2 separate regions of the Delphinus delphis genome follow, and region 2 is linked to region 1. Evidence: chromatin contacts called from public Hi-C data. All regions are on one chromosome and are shown on one strand. The core of a region is the stretch at or near the end of the contact, and the rest is flanking DNA. Distances in the headings are between cores, read along the strand shown.

Region 1 (6,981 bases), core at 2,165-4,664:
CACATACACGGTACTCATGATTTCCTTATCTTTGTTCTATTAGTTAGGGTTCAGTGCAAAAAAAGAGAAACTAATCTCTGTATTTTAACAAGGACTTAATTAGGGGAATGACAAAACAATTACCATTTCGGTTAAAAAGTCAAAGTGACTTTTAAAAATGTTCTTAGTCTAATATTAGCGTACTAAAAATCATGTATTGTGCTTTTTTCAAAACAAAATATTTATGCTCATTTTTCAATAATACATATTCGTTGTCTTATTTATGCTGTTTCCTGAGTGGAAGTCTAAAGAATCAACTCAATTTAAAACATTAACTGAAATTTTAAATAAAATTAGGTTTACTGTATTTTATTTTATATTAAACATATGTATATTAAATTTTTTTTTCTTTGTGATAACAGCATTAAGTCACTGACATTGTCAATTAACATATTTTAAAGTGCTTTTATAAAAATAATGCCCCAAAAGGCCTGGGCGTTATTTGCTATACTTCCCTACAATTTTTTTCTTTTCAATTTAGTCACACATATATATTTAACATACAAGATGGACCCAGAGAAAGTGTTATTTAAAACAAAAACCTAAATGTATCAGTTTCCAGTTTGGATAAGTCTGATCAAGGGGAATACATTTCTATGTACTATTCCATTCCACTTACTGGGATGGTAGATCCCAGGAAACTGACTTTTTCAAGTCCGCACCTAATCATCAGTCCTCAAGAGAGGGGAACCTGATCAGAGAACACTTTGTTTAGCAGAGCATGGTAATGAGTTTTTATATATTTATGCATCCCAAGGAATCCAGTAAAGAGTAAAGACCTCAAATTCTCTATATAGCAAGAAAAATTCTGAGTTTCAGCCCCAGGGAGAAGAAGTGACAGAGTCCAGGGATAAACAGAAGTTTTGCGTTGGCAAAAGAAAGGGAGAGGGGTAATGTGCCTCCTTTGGGTGAGAAATAAAAGTCAAGTCACGGGAATGAGATTGCAAATTCATAAGGAAATCAGAGCAAGAAGTGGCCAGGAGAAACTCCCCACTACCACCATCAAAGATATAAATGGGGTGATGATAAGAGTGCTTGAGCTATTTTTATATAAATATTAAATGGAGGTAGGACCCAGAAACGTGACATTTGGGTTATAGGTGCAAACATTAGCCATCCTTAATGTTGCTGTACACGCTGGGGAGCAATGGTGCCTGGCAGGTGGTTAACAAGGGAGTGGAGGATGGTCTGGAGTGTAGAGAGGGTAGAGTTGGGGCGGAACGATTAGCAGGCTTTTGCAACAACATTTCAGGTAGGAAATGATAAAAACCTAATCAAAGCAATGGCAATAGGAATGATGAGGAAGGGAAGGATTCCAAACATCTCAGTTGCAGAGTCAACAGGATTGCTTACTGATTGGCATGGTTGAGATACCTCCAAGGTTTCTAGCATGAGTGACTAAGTAAACAGTGATGCAGTTACCAGAGTTTAAAAATACAGTAAAAGAGACAGGTTTTGTGGGGGGGAATGGTGATTTCTAGTTGGACATTCAGTGGAGATATCCAGAAGACAACTAGAAATAAACAGTAATGCAGTATTTTGGAATTAAGCTGTAAACATGAATAAGAATCCCCAGAATGCATGGAGAAAAGGGAAGAAGATGAGAATGGAAACGTGGTGGCCAGGAACATTGAAGAGCTAGGTAAAGAGAGAGGAGCCAAAGAGAAATCAGAAGGAACAACCTGATATCATGAATGCCAAAGAAGGAGAACAAATTAAGTGCATGGTCAATATTGTCAAATCCTTAATAAGATGCTACAATTGGACATGAATTATTAATGGATGGTGGAGGTAGAAACCAAATTGTTGTAGTCTAAGGAGTGAATGTCAGTGAGACATGGGGAGAGTAAATTAAACCTCTTCTGAAGAAAAAGGTGGTAGGGCAGTAGCTAGAGAGGTAGTTATTTTCCATGAAGGGCTTTCATTCCCCATCATAGTCCTAACCTAGGATTTTGCATCTAGTAGGCACTCAACATCTATTAAATACAATAATATTTTCATTTATAAACTAGCTTTCCTATGAAGAGAATCCAGTGTTCTCCAAATAAAACAGTACAAAACAGATCTACCCTCATTTTGGATGGGGACGACTGAAGGAAATAAACACATTTCATATTCTGTGTTATGTTTTGGGTTAATTGGTAAGAATCATCATTTTTTCTCACCCCTCTCTGACTACACACACCCTGATTGTAGATTATAGAAGGAAAAGGAACCAAATGACTTGCTGATCCAGTCCCCAGACTGCAGAATTGCATAGTCCAAAAATGAACTTTAGCTATGTTACTTTATAAAAGACTAGGCATCGAGATGCCACTATTTGCCTTAATTACATATTTAATTGCTATTAGGTTACTTACAGGGAATGAAGAATTTTTTAAAGATATATGCTCAGCATAACATTAAGTGAAAAAGGCATATTATGCAATATGATCTCAATTAGGGGGAAAGGGGGAAATATATGCACACAAAGTATGAATAAATACTAGAAGAAAATAAACAACAGATCTTTGGACGGTAGCGTTAGGGATTTTTATTTCCTTCATCTTACTTTTCTGTAAATTCCTAATTTTCTATTATTTAAAATCTCCATCTAAAAACACTTACTAGCAATTTAAGCCCATTCTCTTTGATCTAAGTAGCTCTAAAATAACAATAGTTATAATAGTAATTCACCAGACTCCAAGTACCCTGCAGTCTTCTTAATTCCAACTTCTTAGAATCTCTCTCCTTACTCATCGTATTAGTTGCTTGTACTTCCCTGAGTTCTCTGACTCGGATTCTAAAGGTGCGTTTCGAGAAGCAACGTGGAAAATGGAATGGGGAATCCAAAGTTTGTTTCACATGAGCCCGACTACCCCCTACATTGTACGGGGAGATAATTTGGCTTAGGTCTCGTCTGTGCCATCTACCAACTGTGGAGCCTTAGATAAATCTGTTCATATCGCTGCACCTCAGCTGTCTCGGCTTTCCCATCTTCAAAATGGGATTAGGAGAATTTACACGTGGGGAATAGATGATGCAGGGCTCACTGGCAAGAAAAGAAGTGCCACACTTAGAGACGTCTAGAATTCCATAGGTCTCAGGAAATCCTCTGTAAAAGGTTCCACCCCAAACCTACTGACTCCGAGGAGCATGGGGCCCCAGGAATCTGTATTTTAATAGCTTCCCAGGTGATTCAGATGCCCAGTCAGGTTTGAGAACCAAGGACTCTTTCCAGTCCTCCTGTTCTTTGATCCACTTCTCAACTTCCTTCTGGTCCCAGCGATTTCCAGTTCCTGCAACAAAAGGAGCCAAGGAAAGAGGGGAGAGAAAGCGCAGCCAAGACCCGCCGAGCCCGCCTAGTACCGGCCTCTCGCCAGCCTCCCCGCTCCGGCGCCAGCCGGTAGATTACATAACAGCCCCGCGGCGCGCTATCGCGATATTTCCACCGCCCCCCGCCTACTTCCACGTCAGAGGGAACCGGGCGGAGCGGCCAACATGGCGGAACGCAGGCGACACAAGAAGCGGATTCAGGTAGCAAAGCCGAGCCCTGGGATAGGGGACTCTCGGAAGTGGAAGACGCAGGGAAAGCTCCCGGGAAGGGTGGGCGAAATCGAGGACGAGGTGGGGTGGGGTTCCCCCGCGAGGTCGCCGGTTGCGGGCTGAGTCGTTTTGAGGGGCCTGAGGAAGGGCGGTGTTGGCGACGGCGGAGACCGAGGCGGAGGTGCTGGGGCAGCGGCGGGAGGCGGGAGGCGCGGCCGCCAGCCCAGGGTGGCGGTGGCGGCGGCGGCGGCGTTGTCGTTGTCGTTGCCGGCCTGGGCCTGTGCTGGGAGGTCCGCGTCCTCCGAGCTCAGACACCGACCCTCCCCGGGCTCCTCCCCTTCCTTCTCCACGCCATCCTTTCGCCTTAGCTGTCCCGAAATTAAGGCCGCGATAATTAGGGTAGAAGGAGGCGGAGGACTGACCTAAAGCTGCCCGTTCTTTGTGCGCAGATAGAAGGACCGTAGGAGGGGGCAGTGATCGGGGTTTGGTCAGCTGCCCCAGGGGCCCAGGCGGCGATCTGCGTATCCAGATGTTCGTTTGCGTGCAGCCTCCTTTTTCCTCACAGTTATTAACTTAAACGTCCAACTGAAGCTTTCCGGCTTTCTTTCAGCGACACAGTGTAAATAAACAAAACTCCCTTGGTACTGCAAAGAGTGGGTCCCGCCCAGAAACCTTTCACATGCCAGTGTGTCATCCTCATAACCTACATAGCATCCCTCCCTCATTCCACATGCATGTCATCTGTGTATTTCTTCCTTGCAGTTTTCCCCCTGTTGTTCTTGCTCTTTGCCGAGAGGATTAAATATGGGGAACATCTTAGACTCAGGATGTTTTGTTGTCTCCTTATTAGCTCCTGTGCTTAGAAACCTTCATATGTCGTCATAAATTGATGGCGTGTTGTAAACTGTTAATATACTAATCACAAATTGTTACACTCGTCATTGTCTTTTTGTTCCTTACTATTTCATTGCTTAGATGAATGTTTCTAATGTTTTTTCCCCCATTTTTATCACTTAACTGACTTACACCACAGGTGATTTGAGCTATGCAAGTTAAAATTCTCCTGAAAACTTTGAAGTACTAGGGAAAAAAAGATGCCAGTGATCAGTAAATTTAGAATTTTAGAATTAGGCAGAAATAAGAAAGTAGTTTCAAAAAGAGTACAGAAGGGGACCAGAGACAATTGCCCCCCAAGTTCAGACAGGTCATAAAACCAAGGCTTAAGGTTATTATGGAAGAAGTTTCTAATTATACTGTTTCTAGTCTTTCAAAATTTAGTGTTATTGGTCAGGTATGGATACAAAATATACTTTTATTAGAATTTGTATTGAAGTTATCAAATTAGGACTTACTGGACTTATATTTACACACATGGTATATTTTATGGCCTTAAATAAACATTGTTTTTACAGTTTCAACTGTTGTTTAATATTGTTGTAAAGGTGATCCTAATTCACTTTGAATACCTGCTCTATTTCAATTGTGATCTCATATTAAGCAGAAAGATAGATTTAAAAACCTGTATAGTAGTGGTAGTGACTGGGAGCTAAAACTTGTGCCTGTTTGTACCCCAGTGTCAATAATTATTGGCCGTGTAACTTTGGTCAAGTTACTTAACTTTTTTCCTCTATTTCCAAATCCATAAGAAGGAATATTTACCTTAAAAAAATATCGTCATTGGGTTGTTGTGGAAAAAATAGGTGCGTGGGTGACTTGTTATTAAAGGTTATAAAAGCTATTGAAAGAGTGCTTAGCACATAACTCCTTTTTCCCCTTCCCCAGGGATGAAGGCTTTAGGATAATTTGTTTTGGTTTTTGTTAAGCACGCTGATATGCTGAAGAAAAATTAACAGTTATCTATTCAGTAAATAAACCTTTGAGTTGTGAGTTCCATAAAGAATGGCTATTTACTTACTGTTGTTTAGTTGGGGATTAGATAAGTGTGTGAGGATCTGATTGTTAAAAATCAAGTTGGTATACTGCTAAGTGAAAATAAATAACATTTTTCACCTCCTCCAAGTTTTCTACATAGCTGTGCTATGTAAAATGTTGTGGAGATCTTGGGAGTGCTACCTGGAGTACTACTGTGCAGTGTCAACAGATTAATAAAAGTGTACAATACCTTATAAAACTCCTTGGTTTTTTTCCCTCCAGAGAATCAGAAACTCTATAATATTGGCATTACTTTAGACAAAAAGATCAAACGTAATGACCAAATTCAGAGTTGAAGTTACAGAAAAAATTCTATTGTGAGACTCTGGGCAAAAAGATCTGTAATATTAACTCAGTTTCCTGTTGCTACTTGATGTTTCATGTTTAGAAAAGATTTTTATGTTTAGTAGATTTACTGACCTTGAATTGTAATTTGTATATTGGGGGAAATGATTGATACAAACAAGTTCAGGGTTTTAAAAAGTAGTTAATTTGTATGCTTTTTCTTTTTTTAAAAATTTATTTTATTTATTTTTGGCTGCATTGGGTCTTCGTTGCTGCACGCGCACTTTCTGTAGCGGTGAGCGGGGGCTACTCTTCATTGTGGTGCACGGGCTTCTCATTGTGGTGGCTTCTCGTTGCAGAGCATGGACTCTAGGTGTGCAGGCTTCAGTAGTTGTGGCTCACAGGCTCAGTAGTTGTGGCACGCGAACTTAGTTGCTCCGCGGCATGTGGGATCTTCCCGGCCCAGGGCTCGAACCCATGTCCCCTGCGTCGGCAGGCGGATTCTCAACCACTGCACCACCAGGGAAGCCCTGTATGCTTTTTCTAATGTAGCCTAATTTTAGATTCTGGTATTCCATCAAAGTTGGAAGCAAGAAGACTATTTTGTCACATTTCCTTCTTGGACTCACTTTACTGGTCACTGAAAACCAAAAGTGAGCTGCGTGTTCACTGACGTTATATTGCAAAGTTTTCATGATTGAGATTCTCAAGTGAGAGTGATCTCAATTCAAATTAATAAAACATTTGAAAGTAAATAATTGTAAGTTTTCTAAGAAATGCAATTATGTAAGTTTTTAAGAACATTAAAATCAGTGCTTATAGGTTAACAAAGTGCTGCTTACTAGAAGGGTTAATTGAGAATCCTAGTACCATGAAATTTTAGAGTTGAAAACGACTTTCAAGCAGTAGGGGTTTTTGGAATCTTTTTGCACAAATGAGCTCTTATGTAAAAGCAGAGGGGTGGGCCCAAAGCCCTATCACCTCAGTACCCCACTACTTCACTACCATTATCCCTCATCCTTAAGCTACTTTTAGGACCTAGATCTAAAAGCATTACTAGGTATAAAACATATTGATCTAAACCGTTAACATCATTTTACAGATACACTGAGGTTCAGTGAGGATATGTGGCTTGACCCAGGGTCACTCATCAAGATAGTAAAACCAGATTTAGACCAAGTCTTCTAATTCCAGTTGAAT
Region 2 (6,917 bases), core at 2,273-4,772, 180 kb before region 1:
CCGCCAAAGCCCTGAAACTCATCCGGTACTCTCAACAGAGTAACGCAAAATATAACACTTCTTTTCCGTAGAAGAAAGTAAACCGCAAAAAAGTGCAACCAACGGGTGCCCGATTTCTAACTAGGGGCTTTGCAAAAAGTGTATGCAAATTCCAACTTTTGAAATGGTAATACTGTTCAACTGGACATACGGTTATTTTTCCTTTTTTTTTGGTTTCATTGTTCTTTCTATTAAAAGTTACGCTAACCCTACCTTTAAGCGCTCGTGAATTGCACGTTACAACAGCGATATCAAGGACTTTCTCAGCCATGGTTGACAGGCGGGTTTCCGTAGTGTAGTGGTTATCACGTTCGCCTAACACGCGAAAGGTCCCCGGTTCGAAACCGGGCGGAAACAGTGTTCTTATTTTTCCCCTGTTTACGTCCACTTACTTAACAGAGTCTTATGATGCTCCTTATGTTTGCCCACTTACTTAACAGGGTCTTGTGATGATCCTTACGTTTGCTTTTTATTTTATTTTTCTTTACTCCTTTTCCCCCTGTTTACGTCCACTTAAACAGGGTCTTGTGATATTCCTTATGTTTGCTTTTTATTTTTTTTAACATCTTTATTGGACTATAAGTGCTTTACAATGTTGTGTTAGCTTCTGCTGTATAATAAAGTGAATCAACTATATGCATACGTACATCCCCACATCCCCTCCCTCTTGCGTCTCCCTCCCACCCTCCCTATCCCACCCCTCTAGGTGGTCACAAAGCACTGAGCTGATCTCCCTGTGCTATGCAGCTGCTTCCCACTTGCTATCTACTTTACTTTTGGGAGTGTGTATATGTCATATGTATATGTCTCTCAATTCGTCCCAGCTTACCCTTCCCCCATCCCGTGTCCTCAAGTCCATTCTCTATGTCTGCGTGTTTATTTCTGTGCTGCCCCTAGGTTCATCAGACCTTTTTTTTTTTTTTAGATTCCATATGTGTTAGCATACGGTATTTGTTTTTCTTTCTGACTTACTTCACTCTGTATGACAGACTCTAGGTCCATCCACCTCACTGCAAACAACTCAATTTTGTTTCTTTTTATGGCCGAATAATATTCCATTGTATATATGTGCCACATCTTCTTTATCCATTCATCTGTCAATGAACACCTAGGTTGCTTCCATGTCCTGGCTATTGTAAGTAGTGCTGCAATGAACATTGTGGTACATGACTCTTTTTGAATTACGGTTTTCTCAGGGTATATGCCCAGTAGTGGGATTGCTCGGTCATATGGTAGTTCTATTTTTAGTTTTTTAAGGAACCTCCATATTGTTCTCTATAGTGGCTGTATCAATTTACATTCCCACCAACAGTGAAAGAGGGTTCCCTTTTGTCCATACCCTCTACAGCATTTGTAGATTTTTTGATGATGGCCATTCTCACTTGTGTGAGGTGATACCTAATTGTAGTTTTGATTTGCATTTCTCTAATGATTAGTGATGTTGATGAGCATCCTTTCATGTGTTTGTTGGCAATCTGTATATCTTTGGAGAAATGTCTGTTTAGGTCTTCTGCCCATTTTTGGATTGGGTTATGTTGGCTTTTTAAAAAACATAATCCTGATAGTAATTTGCACTACCTTGGGAATTTGAACTTTCAACTTGGATGTTATTTTGCTTGTTCACCAAATGTTTTTTTATTAACGGCTTGCACATGGAAGAAGTGTTTCAGACTTTAAAAAAGTTTTTAAAACTCACAACCTGATACTGAAAAAATAATATAATGTACATCCTAATAAGAGTAATCAAACACCGCGTAAAAAATAAGCTCTGTTGCCCCCAGCACTCTTTGTATTACAAGTCATTTGGTTTTCCATTAGTTTTCCCCCTGAGATTGCTGATTTCTCTAAACGCCAGAGACCATGTTTTATGCTTTTTCCATATTCTTAGTATCTGACACCTAGTAGAGACAAATATTTCTGAATTAATAAATTACTGAAAAGGATTCTGACAAAAATAAAGTGGAATCAGAAAAAAATTATATTCATAAAAATGAAATCAAGAACGAACCAGCCTCATTTTTTTTTCTTATAAACCTAACGGTTGTGGGTTTTTTCACAAACATGATTCTTACCGGGAAGAAAGAATTTACAAAGAGAGCAAACAGAATCTAGTTGTAAAAAATCTCAAGAGAGAAGAAAAGAATAAATTCAAGTTAAGACTGTCCTTTAATATAAAATCACGAGTAAATTTCCTGTGGTCCTGACACAACTTTTTTTTTTAGTTGGAGTATAGTTGCTTTACAATGCTTTGTTAGTTTCTGCAGTACAGCGAAGTGAATCAGCTACATGAATCAGGATATATACATATATTCCCCCCTCCCTTGGACCTCCCTCCCACCCCACCCCGCAATCCCACCCATCTAGGTCATCACAGAGCACCAAGCTGAGCTCCCTGTGCTACAACTTTTTTTTTTTTACATCTTTATTGGAGTATAATTGCTTTACAATGGTGTGTTAGTTTCCGCTCCATAACAAAGTGAATCAGCTATACACATACACACGTTCCCACATCTCCTTCCTCTTGCGTCTCCCTCCCTCCCACCCTCCCTATCCCACCCTCCCAGGCGGTCACAAAGCACCGAGCTGATGTCCCTGTGCCATGCAGCTGCCTCCCACCAGCTATCTATTTTGTGCTACAACTTTTAACAAGAAAAAATGTTGACGTTTTGGTTTTCTTAGATTATGTTGTCCGCCGGTAGTACGAAAGAATTCACCCTAACATATCAGCACGACTTATCTTACCGTTTCTGCGTCTTTTTATATTACGCAGATAACTGGCACCCCTTTCCCTCACTGTACAAAATCTGTAAATAATTGTATTAAAAATTTTCTAGTCCAGACGCAAAAGAACCCTTTCCGGTACAAAGCCCACCTTTCCCCATGCGCATGCCCAGTGTACCCTACTGCTTTGCTCCGCTTTCATGCAGCTCAGACTGCAATCACCACGTAAGGGTATCCTGGAAACTGGGCTCCAGTTGGCTGATGCAAACAAGACTCGTGGGTTCCCAAGAGCTTTCGGGTACGTAAACTAAAAAGGGGTGATCAGTTTCAGCTCAAAAATTCCCATGGCCCAGAGCCCGAGTACACGCAGCAGCTGCTCCTACTCGTGGGGCCACAAGGAAGGGGAGGATGATGGGAGAAGACGAGCAACTAACTACAAGCCCCAGCATGCAATGCGCTATTTGGCTCCTGGAAAGAGGCCCGCGGTGCAGCGCGGTTCAGCCTCGGCCCAGAACGCGGGCGGAGCCCAAGATGCCGACTGTCCTCCAACCAGAATGCTCAGAATGAGGAAGACAGGTGTGGCGCTGTGAGCGAGCCCTTAGATCTCGTATCCAAGACTCTCCCTGTTTCTCCCTAGCTCCTGGCATGCTAGGTAGCGGTGTCTCTGTACGCCAGACTATTCCCCACAGGCCGGCATCGGCCCTCCGATGTTGCGTACGGTGTTGCCACGGAACGCCCGGAGCCGGATGTGACGTCGCCGTGGAGGAAGAAGGGAGAGGTGGAGCGTGGCGCGGTGACGTCCTTCCAACATGGCGGAGAGAGAGTGAAGAAACTGTTCCCCTTTGGGTTACTATAGGTGAGTTCTGTCTTCGCCCTCAGCCTGCTGTCCCCGCTCTCTCCAGACCCAGGGGCACTGGAGGGCAGGCTCCTTGGAGTTCGCGCTCAGGTCGGAGTGAAGGTGTTAGTGTGGAAAGCTTGGGCGAGGCAGCCCCCGTGTTGGCCTTGGCCACAACCTCTGCTGTGGGAATTCGCGGGAGTGGGAGCTCGGCGAAGGGCAGGGAGGCGGAAGCCAGGAGAGACCGGCTTTCGCAGTCACTCTCCGATGCCACCTCGAGTGGAGGCGGGGTAGGGAGGGGTGTGGCCTCCTGGGGCGAGTGACCTAACCTTTGACAACTCTTGGCCCTGCTGGTTCTCCGCCCCCTGGGCGCCCACCTTGCGTTTGAAGCCACTATGCTCCGAGGAAGCTAACAGGTTTCAGTGATTTGAGAGTTTTACATTTGATCTTAGCCAAAAGGCCGAGAAGCGATTGAGAGCAATTTTAAAGAACTCATACCGTGTCCTTTACCCCTTTGTCCCAAGAAATCATTTCTTAGTGGTTTATTAATTTTTTTCGTAATATACGTGTGCCTGCTGAGCTTGAAAGTCTGAAGGTTCAACTGATGCAAAAGCGTGAAATTTTGCGGTGCTTTTTGTTTTTCCACTTTGTGGAAAATGTTTTCGCACATCGCCATTTATTGACGTGTCCAAAGGATTGTGTTAGTTTACCAAGCTAAAATAAAAGCTAGAAAGACATTTATCCCTTCGGCAGTTTTATCCATATCTGTTTGATAAGAATTTTCTGGGGATATAAAATGAGAACAGACTTTGTTCTAGTTCATGTTCTGTGTCTCTTCACTCACCAATTGCTTGGGTGAAAAGTTTGATGAAAACTTAGGGTTACTGATTTACTATTTCTTTTTGTTTTTTAGAGCAAGGGTAAAATTCGATTCTGATATCAAAATGCAGTATTCGCACCACTGTGAGCACCTTTTAGAGAGACTGAACAAACAACGGGAAGCAGGTTTTCTTTGTGACTGCACCATAGTAATTGGGGAATTCCAGTTTAAAGCTCATAGGAATGTGCTTGCCTCGTTTAGTGAGTATTTTGGTGCGATCTACAGAAGCACTTCAGAGAACAATGTCTTTCTTGATCAGAGTCAGGTGAAGGCTGATGGATTTCAGAAACTGTTGGAATTTATATACACAGGAACTTTAAATCTTGACAGGTAAGGTACACATTTTATTTCCACTTATAAAAGCTGGTCAATAGTCTTTAGAGCTAAAGCAGATTAGTTTTTTTCCATTTAGTCCCTGAACTCTGAGTCTTCAAACATTGATGTGCACAGTATTGTTTTTAATAAAGAAGTCAGTGTCTCTGATTTGAGATAAACAGACCACATTTCATAAGCACAAAAAGTATAGATGTTAATACGATTAAAGTATGGTTTTTGATACATTTGATTTATCTACTGAAACAAAGCTTGTGATTTCAGTTATGTAAAGTTAAAGATCAAAATATGATGAATTTTAATTGAATTCCAATTTCCCCTTGCTTTTTGGTCTTTATGTTCCTCTGGTCTTCTCTCTCACTCTCTATCCCCTACCTCTTAAGGTGTTAGGGGTGGGGAGGTATAGGTGGAGAAAGAAGGAAGAATCTCTGTTCATTTAATAGTGCTCCCATTTCCAGCTGTAAATAGCAACCTGCAGGACCTCTTCCTGATCTTGATTTAGGAAAATAACTTCATTGGCGTGTTAATGGCCATGACTCCTGTTGCCTGGTAGAGCTATCAGTGCTAATGCTTAAGTCTGGTCTAAGATGCTAGGATGCTTCTCTGAGATGCTTAATGCTGTCACTGCACTGACAAGAAGTAGGTTCTGAGGAATCTGATAATGCAGGCATTTTGTGTCTTTCATACGTGATGAACTGTATAATTAGATTAATACTAATATGTTTACTCGTTGTTGAGGGAAAGGTGGTGGGGATAAAAGGAAAGAGAAACCAATCAACTTACTCCTGTCTTCTTTTCTCCATCTTTTATGAAAGTGTAAACATGAATAGATCATCATCTGACATAGAAAGATTATGGGCTTTAGAATTAGATCTTGCCTGTCAAGTCACCATGTCTCTGAGCAAGCTATAGCCTCTCTGGGCCTCAGTTTCTCCATTTGTAAAAATGAGATGATAACTACATTGGTTGTTACTGTGAAGATTTAGGATTTACTACCTCCCAATGAACATTACTTTCCTTCCTTTATTTCCTCTTCTCTATCCTACTCTACAAGCCCATTAATTCTGCATTTATTGGAGAAAAATTAGGGAAAAAACAAAAAAGGAAACACCTGAAATTCTGCCACCCACTGATAACCACTCTTAACACTTCGGTAAATATTCTTTCCTTGTTTTCCAGATGATCTCTATAGATACATGCATGTACACATTAAGCAAAGTTCTTCCCTCTCTTTACACTGCAGCTGATCGTGGAAATATACTTATTGAAAAGCTGGAATTAGGATGTTCCTTAATCCTATTGAAAAGGAACCATTCATGCTGTTTGGAATTGCTTTTAAATTTTGATGTAATGAAATTTTTGAGTCAGTTCCGTGTAAGTTGATTAAAGGAATAAAGCAGTGTCATAGATAAATGTCATATGATGTTATTTAAATTTACTGAATATTTGGCTATACAAGTGCCTCTGATCTAAAAATTTAGAATACATAATATAAAATAATCACAAAACCAGTGAATTTTGGTTGATCTTCAATTTAGTGGTTTCCCTTTTTCAAATAACTTTACCAAAAATCTTTTTTTTTTTTTTTTTTTGCGGTACGTGGGCCTCTCACTGCTGTGGTCTCTCCCGTTGCGGAGCACAAGGCTCCGGACGCACAGGCTCAGCGGCCATGGCTCACGGGCCCAGCCGCTCTGCGGCATGTGGGATGTGGGATCTTCCCAGACCGGGGCACGAACCCGTGTCCCCTGCATCGGCAGGCGGACTCTCAACCACTGCGCCACCAGGGAAGCCCCAAAAATCTTGAACTAATTGGAACACAATGAAGAGCGCCTTACTTTGACCCTTCATGCAAAAAACCAATGTGAAGAAGAGCCAGATGTTTGGCTCAATCTTCTTTTTTTTGATGTGGACCATTTTTAATGTCTTCATTGAATTTGTTACAACATTGCTTCTTTTTATGTTTTGTTTTTTTGGCCCCAAGGCATGTGGGATCTTAGCTCCCTGACCAGGAAATAAACCCGAACACCCTGCATGAGAAGGTGAAGTCTTAACCACTGGACTGCCAGGGAAGTCCCTGGCTCAGTCTTTTTTGATACATGTCTTTCCTGG

Evidence for each region. A called contact is a pair of places that touch in the nucleus more often than the background predicts.
Region 2: a Hi-C map of lung shows a contact between it and region 1, with 5 times the contacts expected there. The contact joins the promoter of MYNN here to the promoter of SEC62 in region 1. A contact is called at or near these places in 3 of 3 Hi-C or Micro-C datasets (lung and muscle).

What each region holds. Positions count from the first base shown.
Region 1 is chr4:96,200,577-96,207,557 of mDelDel1.2, reverse strand. SEC62 (SEC62 homolog, preprotein translocation factor) reads left to right here and starts at 3,414. Exons shown (of 9, transcript XM_060011159.1): 1 at 3,414-3,555. The coding sequence starts at 3,520.
Region 2 is chr4:96,379,329-96,386,245 of mDelDel1.2, reverse strand. It overlaps MYNN (myoneurin), which reads left to right and starts at 3,522. Exons shown (of 8, transcript XR_009519307.1): 1 at 3,522-3,616; 2 at 4,509-4,805. It overlaps TRNAV-AAC (transfer RNA valine (anticodon AAC)), which reads left to right and starts at 324; the gene lies at 324-396.